3 separate regions of the Macaca mulatta genome follow, and all the other regions are linked to region 1. The links are chromatin contacts, called in public Hi-C maps. All regions are on one chromosome and are shown on one strand. Each heading gives the region's core, a stretch centred on a gene start, on an enhancer-like site or on the middle of the called end of the contact. The rest is flanking DNA. Distances are from core to core; before and after follow the strand shown. Region 1 holds the start of H3C2 (H3 clustered histone 2). Region 2 holds the start of H2BC5 (H2B clustered histone 5). Region 3 holds the start of H2AC6 (H2A clustered histone 6).

Region 1 (2,509 bases), core at 6-2,505:
CGCGACAACAAGAAAACCCGCATCATCCCGCGCCACCTGCAGTTAGCCATCCGCAACGACGAGGAGCTTAATAAGCTCTTGGGGCGTGTGACCATCGCCCAGGGCGGCGTTCTGCCTAATATTCAGGCGGTACTGCTGCCTAAGAAGACTGAGAGTCATCATAAGGCCAAGGGAAAGTGAAGTGTTAACGTTTCATACACTGTCAGCAGACGAAATCAGCCTAACAACAAAGGCTCTTTTCAGAGCCACCTACGACTTCCGTTAAATGAGCTGTTATGCTTTGTATTATGCAGCCCACACAGATGTTTTGAGGTGTTTTTGATGGTTTTCGTGTGGCACTTTTAGTAATTTGTCCTGCAGAAATCTTGATCTATGTAAACCCTTTAAGGAACTCTACATATGTAGGAGAAATGCCATGCAGCACAAAAAACACTTTTACAGGGGTGATCCTCGCTAAGTTTCACACAGCAGTTACATTTTGGAGGAAGGAAATTATACCCATGGGTGCACTCCTTAAGTATTTTTAATGGAAGTGTTAAGCAAAACACGCATACCCTACACGGCAAAACAGTTTGAAAATGTCACACCATTTGCTCTAGCAATTGATGGCATACACAATTGAGAGCGTACACATTACCACTGAACATTTCAGCATGTATTTCCAAGATAAGGAGCTTTTTTCCAGTGTGGGGGATGTTTTGCTTTGTTTTGAGGTGGAGTCTCCCTCTGTCGGCCAAGCTGGAGTGCAGTGGGGTGATAATAGCTTACTGTAACCTCGAACTCGGGCTCAAGCGATCCTCTTGACAGCCTTCCGAGTAGCTGGGATTACAGGCGGGAGCCGCCACACCCGGCTAAGAGCGTTTTGTTAATTGCCCACACTACTCATGCCACACCCAGAAAAACATCATTTTAAATAAAGAACACATGCAAATTTCCCTAATCGCCTCCAATATTCTTTTTCTTTTTTATATTTTAACTAGAAACAATTGGAGGTTTCCGCGTTGCTTTGTGTGGTTGTAAATTTTAAGACTACGAAGCTTTTCCAGTACAAGACTTGCCACAGTGTAATAGCAGCTAAGGGGTTAAGAAAATGACGTCAGAGTAGCTACCGTAAAGAGCAGGAGCCTCTCTTAATCTTCAACCAGGCACAGAGATGGACCAATCCAAGAAGGGCGAGGGGATTTTTGAATTTTCTTGCGGCCAATAGTTGGTGGTCTGACTCTATAAAAGAAGAGTAGCTCTTTCTTTACTTTCACAAACGTCTCTTGAGGCAAGGTTCTCTGCTTATTGCCATGGCTCGTACCAAACAGACTGCTCGCAAGTCCACGGGCGGTAAGGCGCCACGCAAGCAGCTGGCTACCAAGGCTGCTCGCAAGAGCGCGCCGGCCACCGGCGGCGTGAAAAAGCCTCACCGTTACCGCCCGGGCACTGTAGCTCTGCGCGAGATCCGTCGCTACCAGAAGTCGACCGAGCTGCTGATCCGAAAGCTGCCGTTCCAACGCCTAGTGCGAGAAATCGCCCAGGACTTCAAGACCGACCTTCGCTTCCAGAGCTCAGCGGTGATGGCACTACAAGAGGCTTGCGAGGCCTACTTGGTAGGGCTCTTTGAGGACACAAACCTTTGCGCCATTCATGCCAAGCGGGTGACTATTATGCCCAAGGATATACAGCTTGCTCGCCGCATTCGCGGAGAGAGAGCGTAAACCTAAAGTTACATTTTGATCAGTCCTAAAACCCAAAGGCTCTTTTCAGAGCCACTCAATTATTCCAACGAAAGTAGCTGTGATAACTACGTTTTTGTTAATAAACTCGACAACAGCAAACCAAGAATCCCCAGAAAGCATTAGACTATGTTCTTAAGTTCATTAACAGAAATGTGGTTTGACCCGTTTGGCAGTGTAGACTATTTCTGAGCTTCTTAGGTGCTATTTGGGGAGGAGAAGCTGTATAAGTCCACCTGTCCATTCAGGCCTCTAGCTTGCTATGATTAGCATTTTTTAAAACAACTTTCTAAGGCTAAGAATATAAGGGAAAAACCAGGCAAGTGGTTAACTGGTGCTTACTAGGCTCTTTTGTGAAGCTTTCAAAAGATTGAAAAGTTATGTCTCGCGACTTCCAATGTCTTACTCAAAATGCTTAGAAGAATTTTATTTTTAATTCATTTGGCTGTCCACATTAACCTGAAAGTTATTCTGGTGCAAAATGTGAGGCAGGGATCTAACTGGCTCTCATTTTATCCATAGCTAGCTACCCACTTTTCATCTGTCAATCTGTCGACCAAGCATAATTTAATTCCTTATATATTAATTATTTTATATGTGTGGCTTTGCTTGTAAATAGTCTAGCTGGTTGCATTGCTTTATCTCCTCTAGGACTATGCACCATGACATGCCACATTTTTTTTCCCACTACTTCTTGCCTGTAGTTATCTATTAAAATCTAGAATTTACAAATTTTAACCATTTTATTTCTGTTGATCTTGCTTTTCGGTTTTCTGGAGGTTGGGGGT
Region 2 (2,509 bases), core at 7-2,506, 120 kb before region 1:
AGGGTAAATTGTACTGCAAAGGGGGCTTCAGTCCTGCGGTAACTATTGCCTACCTGCAGTCAGACACCTTAATGACTATTTGGGTTTCTGCCATTACCTAGTGAACTTTTAACCTGAAAGCTGCCAAAAGAAAACTATAAATTAAATAGCTTTCTGAAAAAGACGGTTTAGCAAAATAATTTTAAGGTGTCTCAGAAGTTGCTTCTTTTTTCCTGCACCTCAGCGCCTAGGATCCGCCTTTTCCTCCCCTACTCGCCTAAGAGCTTCAGAGAGAAACTGGCCCAATTACAAAGCAAACCAGAAACCTTTGTAATACTTCCGTGTTCAGCTCACATTGTCTTCAGCCTTTACTTGCAGTTATCACGTATCTGCATGGTAAAAATTTTACAAGAAAACGGGGGGCGGGGGTGATGGTGGAGAAAGCTCCAAACAGAAGGAAGTTGCAAAAGGGTGCTCTTTTGTGTTCAGGGTGGGCCGTCACCACACGAAGTCCCAGATCAACATCACGATCAACTTGGAAATCTGCACACGGAAACGAAAGAGCTGTACACTTACAGTACTTTCAGTTTATGTTAGTGTTATCTGACACTAAATGAGCTAATGATCTAGTATGTGCCCATAGCACTCAACTTCTGGTACCTATTGTTACTACCTATAATTTCCAAGTATTTCCTCTGCAGTACTAACATAACATTAAAGATTGGTAGTATGGTGCTGAGAAATCCAATAATCCCCCTTTTGAATGAAATTACAACTCATTTACTGAAAACATGCGTGGCTCTTAAAAGAGCCTTTGGGATTAGGTGTAAAGATGCTTACTTGGCAAAGTTACTTGGAACTGGTGTACTTGGTGACGGCCTTGGTGCCCTCCGACACGGCGTGCTTGGCCAGCTCCCCCGGAAGCAGCAGGCGCACGGCCGTCTGGATCTCCCTGGAAGTGATGGTCGAGCGCTTGTTGTAGTGCGCCAGGCGGGAAGCCTCGCCGGCGATGCGCTCGAAGATGTCGTTGACGAAGGAATTCATGATCCCCATAGCCTTGGAAGAGATGCCGGTGTCGGGGTGGACCTGCTTCAGCACCTTGTACACATACACGGAATAGCTCTCTTTGCGGCTGCGCTTGCGCTTCTTCCCGTCCTTCTTCTGCGCCTTAGTCACCGCCTTCTTGGAGCCCTTCTTTGGGGCAGGAGCAGACTTGGTAGGCTCAGGCATAGCAACGTTAATAATTACAACACTGTCGCAAACACCTGAGAAAATAATCACTCCCACCGATGCCCCGTTCATTTATAGATGCGGTATTCAAATGAGGTTAATCAGATTTCGTTTATGATTGGATTAATTTTTGTGTGTCGTCACAAATGCCAATGTAAACGACACTTAAAAGTCTACCTTTTCATTGGCTATTTCATTACTTTACTTTTACCCAATCAGAAAGCCCAGACCAGACTACCCGAGGCTACTATAAATAGTCGTCTTTAGACAAGTCAGCTGTGCACTTCTCTTGGAGCAGTTGTTTTTGAGATCACACTTTTTATTAGCGTTGTGGTGTCAGAACGTATACTGAAAGATACTTTAGGAGAGCTCACGTTCTCTTTTCTTCCTCTAACAAATTATAGGACTCGTTGCATACAGAAGTCATGGTAATTGGGATATCCCTGGAAGTCTGGCAGTTTTGCGTTTGGGAAGTCATCTATGCAAATGCTACATTTAAGGACCAAGTATTTTCTGCAGTGTCAATTTCTAATTTTTAGTTGTGGCAGTGGTTGAAATAGTGTACTATGCCACCTGTGTCGAGACGTACTCCTCTGCACTCCTTCATTGCTTGCCATAGTCTGTAGGGAGCCAGCACGGAAATTGAGTGTTCTCTATTCGGAACTCATACGTCCCAGCCTAGAAGCCCGCGAAAATCCCGACTTTTTTTCCCATGCTATTTGCAGGCCAGATCTCGCTAAGTGTTAAGTACTACGGAGGTCGAAATGGGTTTTAACTCCAGTATTCGAAAACGCAATAAAAGCTCAATGACGCGGCTGCACTCCTGCTTGGCCGACGGAACGCGAAATGACCCCCTGGCCAAAAACGGCTCCTCTCTCCCGACTTTGTTCCCGGGAGACCCGCCCCTCAATAGCGGCGTTTTCCCGGCCACACCCCCTGATAGTGTAACAGCTCTTTTACTGAAAGCGGTGGGTGGCTCTGAAAAGAGCCTTTGGGTTGTGTTGAGCTTCTAAGCAGTTGGCCAAAGGAACTTCCTACTTTTTCTTGGCTGCCGCCTTCTTTGGCTTGGCTGCCTTGGGCTTGGCGGTCTTTGGTTTAGCCGCCTTGGGTTTCACTGCTTTGGCCTTCGCTGGGCTCTTGGGCGCTTTTTTTGGCTTGGCTGCTTTAGCCTTTTTCGGGCTTTTCGCTTTTTTGGCTCCAGCAGCCGCAGCCGGCTTCTTCGCCTTCTTTGGGGTCTTCTTGGCGCTCTTCTTAGGGGTGGCTGCCCCCGTCGCCTTCTTGGGCTTCTTCGCCGCTCCTG
Region 3 (2,509 bases), core at 8-2,507, 90 kb before region 1:
TTTTTTTTAGAGACGAGTTTCATCATGTTGGCCAGGTTAGCGTCGAACTCGTGACCTCAGGTGATCCGCGCCCCTCGGCCTCCCAAAGTGCTAGGATTAGAGAGGTGAGCAGAAAGCAAAGGTTTTTGAGTGGCCACAGGCCCCAGTCTCCTTTTTTGGCTGTCCTGGAAACCTAGACGCTTGAGTCTCTTAAAATAAAACAGCACGTTGCGTGTCAGGCATCGTTCTAGAGTAGAGACATTAGTCTGTTTTTTAGACACCTTTCAACTTCCTGGTTAACTTTTAGACAGTATACTCTGCACTTTAGCAGGAATGGAACCTAGAAGTTTAACAGAATTAAGAAAATGAGGCTGCCTACAGCCTAAATTGAGAACAAAATAGAAGGGGGACTAGTCGGAGGGCCGAACGAGGTTACCGTCACGCTACAGTTTTGCCTTGAATTTACATTTTAAAAGCAATCAGTTTTTTAGATCACCAGGTATCCCTAGAATGTAAACTAATTAGGCACCAACTATGGTCGATCTTACAAAACACTAGACTAGATAGTTAGAATATAATGATAGCACATACGAACATTAGATCCTAACTGACCTAATAGACCAACCTTTAGTAACACCGTTCCCCAAAAAACTGAAAAGCAAGAATACACGTTGCTCCAGATTGAGATAAAATTAACTTACCTTAGTGCTTTTTTCCCTCGTACGTACAAGCAGTGAGGTTAGCTCTTCCTCTGAAACGGTAGGGGGGCTCTGAAAAGAGCCTTTGGGTTTGATAGCGTTTCACGGAAGCTCAGATGCCTGTCAAATCACTTGCCCTTGGCCTTGTGGTGACTCTCGGTTTTCTTAGGCAAAAGCACGGCCTGGATATTAGGAAGGACGCCGCCCTGAGCAATTGTCACCCGGCCTAGCAGCTTGTTGAGCTCCTCGTCGTTACGGATGGCCAGCTGCAAGTGGCGCGGGATGATGCGGGTCTTCTTGTTGTCGCGAGCCGCGTTGCCGGCCAGCTCCAGGATCTCGGCAGTCAGGTACTCCAACACAGCCGCCAGGTACACCGGCGCGCCTGCCCCGACCCGCTCTGCGTAATTGCCTTTGCGGAGCAGGCGGTGCACTCGGCCCACCGGGAACTGGAGACCAGCACGAGAAGAGCGAGATTTCGCTTTGGCGCGAGCTTTGCCTCCCTGCTTACCGCGTCCAGACATCTCAATAACACAAAACAGCACCAAAACAAGCAGTCCAAGCTCAGGAGAAAACAAACAAAATCGAAAAATGTGTAAAACATGGCTGCTTTTATAGGTAGTTGCTGGGGAGTAAATCCGACTTTTCGATTGGTCGGTAGCAAATACTAGTCAGGTAGCCAATAGAAAAGCTGCACTTTCATACCTCATTTGCATAGCTCGGCCCACGGATGACAACTCTGCAGTTTGTCTTCCAATTAACTAAGAGGTACTCTCCATCCCTCATTAGCATAAAGGCCCTATAAGTAGCAGAAATCCGTTGTTTACTTCCGACACATTTCTGGTGTTAAAGATGCCTGAGCCAGCCAAGTCTGCTCCCGCCCCAAAGAAGGGCTCCAAGAAGGCGGTGACCAAGGCGCAGAAAAAAGATGGGAAAAAGCGCAAGCGCAGCCGCAAGGAGAGCTACTCTGTTTATGTGTACAAGGTGCTGAAGCAGGTCCACCCCGACACCGGCATCTCTTCCAAAGCGATGGGGATCATGAATTCTTTCGTTAACGACATATTTGAGCGTATCGCGGGGGAGGCTTCCCGCCTGGCGCATTACAACAAGCGCTCGACCATCACCTCCAGGGAGATACAGACTGCCGTGCGCCTGCTCCTTCCCGGAGAGCTGGCGAAGCACGCCGTGTCGGAGGGCACCAAGGCCGTCACCAAGTACACCAGCTCCAAGTAAACTTTTCAAGTAAGCGTCTTAACACTTAACCCCAAAGGCTCTTTTAAGAGCCACCCACATACCCACTAAAAGAGCTGTGGCCTGACGCCAAAGTTTTATTTGGCGGCGGAAGAGTATTAGGGATTGGAGAAGGGTGGGGACAAGTTCTACAACTTAGAGAGGGACAAAGGGGCCTGAGCCTGGAAGAAACCAGCCACTAAAAATGGGTTTGGGGTCAATTCGTTGCGCTTAAATTTAAAATAGAGACAAGCGGCCATTTTGCTAACCCCGCGTTCCCGGAAGAAACTTCAGGCTCGCGTGGGTTTCGGACCCAGTTGTCTGTCCCTGTTTACGTCGCCTGGATGAACGGCTGCCGTAAAGTCATAATTTCGACATCAGTTTCTAGCCAATAGGCTGTCCTGTCATTTTTAATATTAACCAATCGAGAGAAAGCTGGTTTGAAGCCCTTATTTACATAGCGGACCGGAGTGGAAACCTGGGGAGTAACTGGCTAAGGAAGGACACCCACTCTGTTTTCGTGGCGCACACCTTCGTAATATACTGAAGGCTGTGTCTCCTTGGTTTCCAACTGCCCCGGTAATAAAGTCCTTTAACATAATACG

What was found. A called contact is a pair of places that touch in the nucleus more often than the background predicts.
Region 2: a contact with region 1 is called in a Hi-C map of liver, with 2.4 times the contacts expected there. The contact joins the promoter of H2BC5 here to the promoter of H3C2 in region 1. A contact is called at or near these places in 3 of 14 Hi-C or Micro-C datasets (blood, fetal cortex germinal zone and liver).
Region 3: a contact with region 1 is called in a Hi-C map of fetal cortex germinal zone, with 2.4 times the contacts expected there. The contact joins the promoter of H2AC6 here to the promoter of H3C2 in region 1. A contact is called at or near these places in 4 of 14 Hi-C or Micro-C datasets (blood, fetal cortex germinal zone, fetal cortical plate and 1 more).

The regions. Positions count from the first base shown.
Region 1 is chr4:157,076,516-157,079,024 of T2T-MMU8v2.0, forward strand. It overlaps H3C2 (H3 clustered histone 2), which reads left to right and starts at 1,256. Exons shown (of 1, transcript XM_078000875.1): 1 at 1,256-2,509. The coding sequence starts at 1,293. The coding sequence ends at 1,703. It overlaps H2AC4 (H2A clustered histone 4), which reads left to right. Exons shown (of 1, transcript NM_001193724.2): 1 at 1-180. The coding sequence ends at 180.
Region 2 is chr4:156,952,394-156,954,902 of T2T-MMU8v2.0, forward strand. It overlaps H2BC5 (H2B clustered histone 5), which reads right to left and starts at 1,257. Exons shown (of 3, transcript XR_013416797.1): 1 at 820-1,257. H1-4 (H1.4 linker histone, cluster member) reads right to left here. Exons shown (of 2, transcript XM_078000870.1): 1 at 820-2,509; 2 at 1-522. The coding sequence ends at 2,244.
Region 3 is chr4:156,986,682-156,989,190 of T2T-MMU8v2.0, forward strand. It overlaps H2AC6 (H2A clustered histone 6), which reads right to left and starts at 1,258. Exons shown (of 2, transcript NM_001193778.2): 1 at 681-1,258. The coding sequence starts at 1,198. The coding sequence ends at 806. It overlaps H2BC4 (H2B clustered histone 4), which reads left to right and starts at 1,506. Exons shown (of 2, transcript XM_001086167.5): 1 at 1,506-1,916. The coding sequence starts at 1,527. The coding sequence ends at 1,907.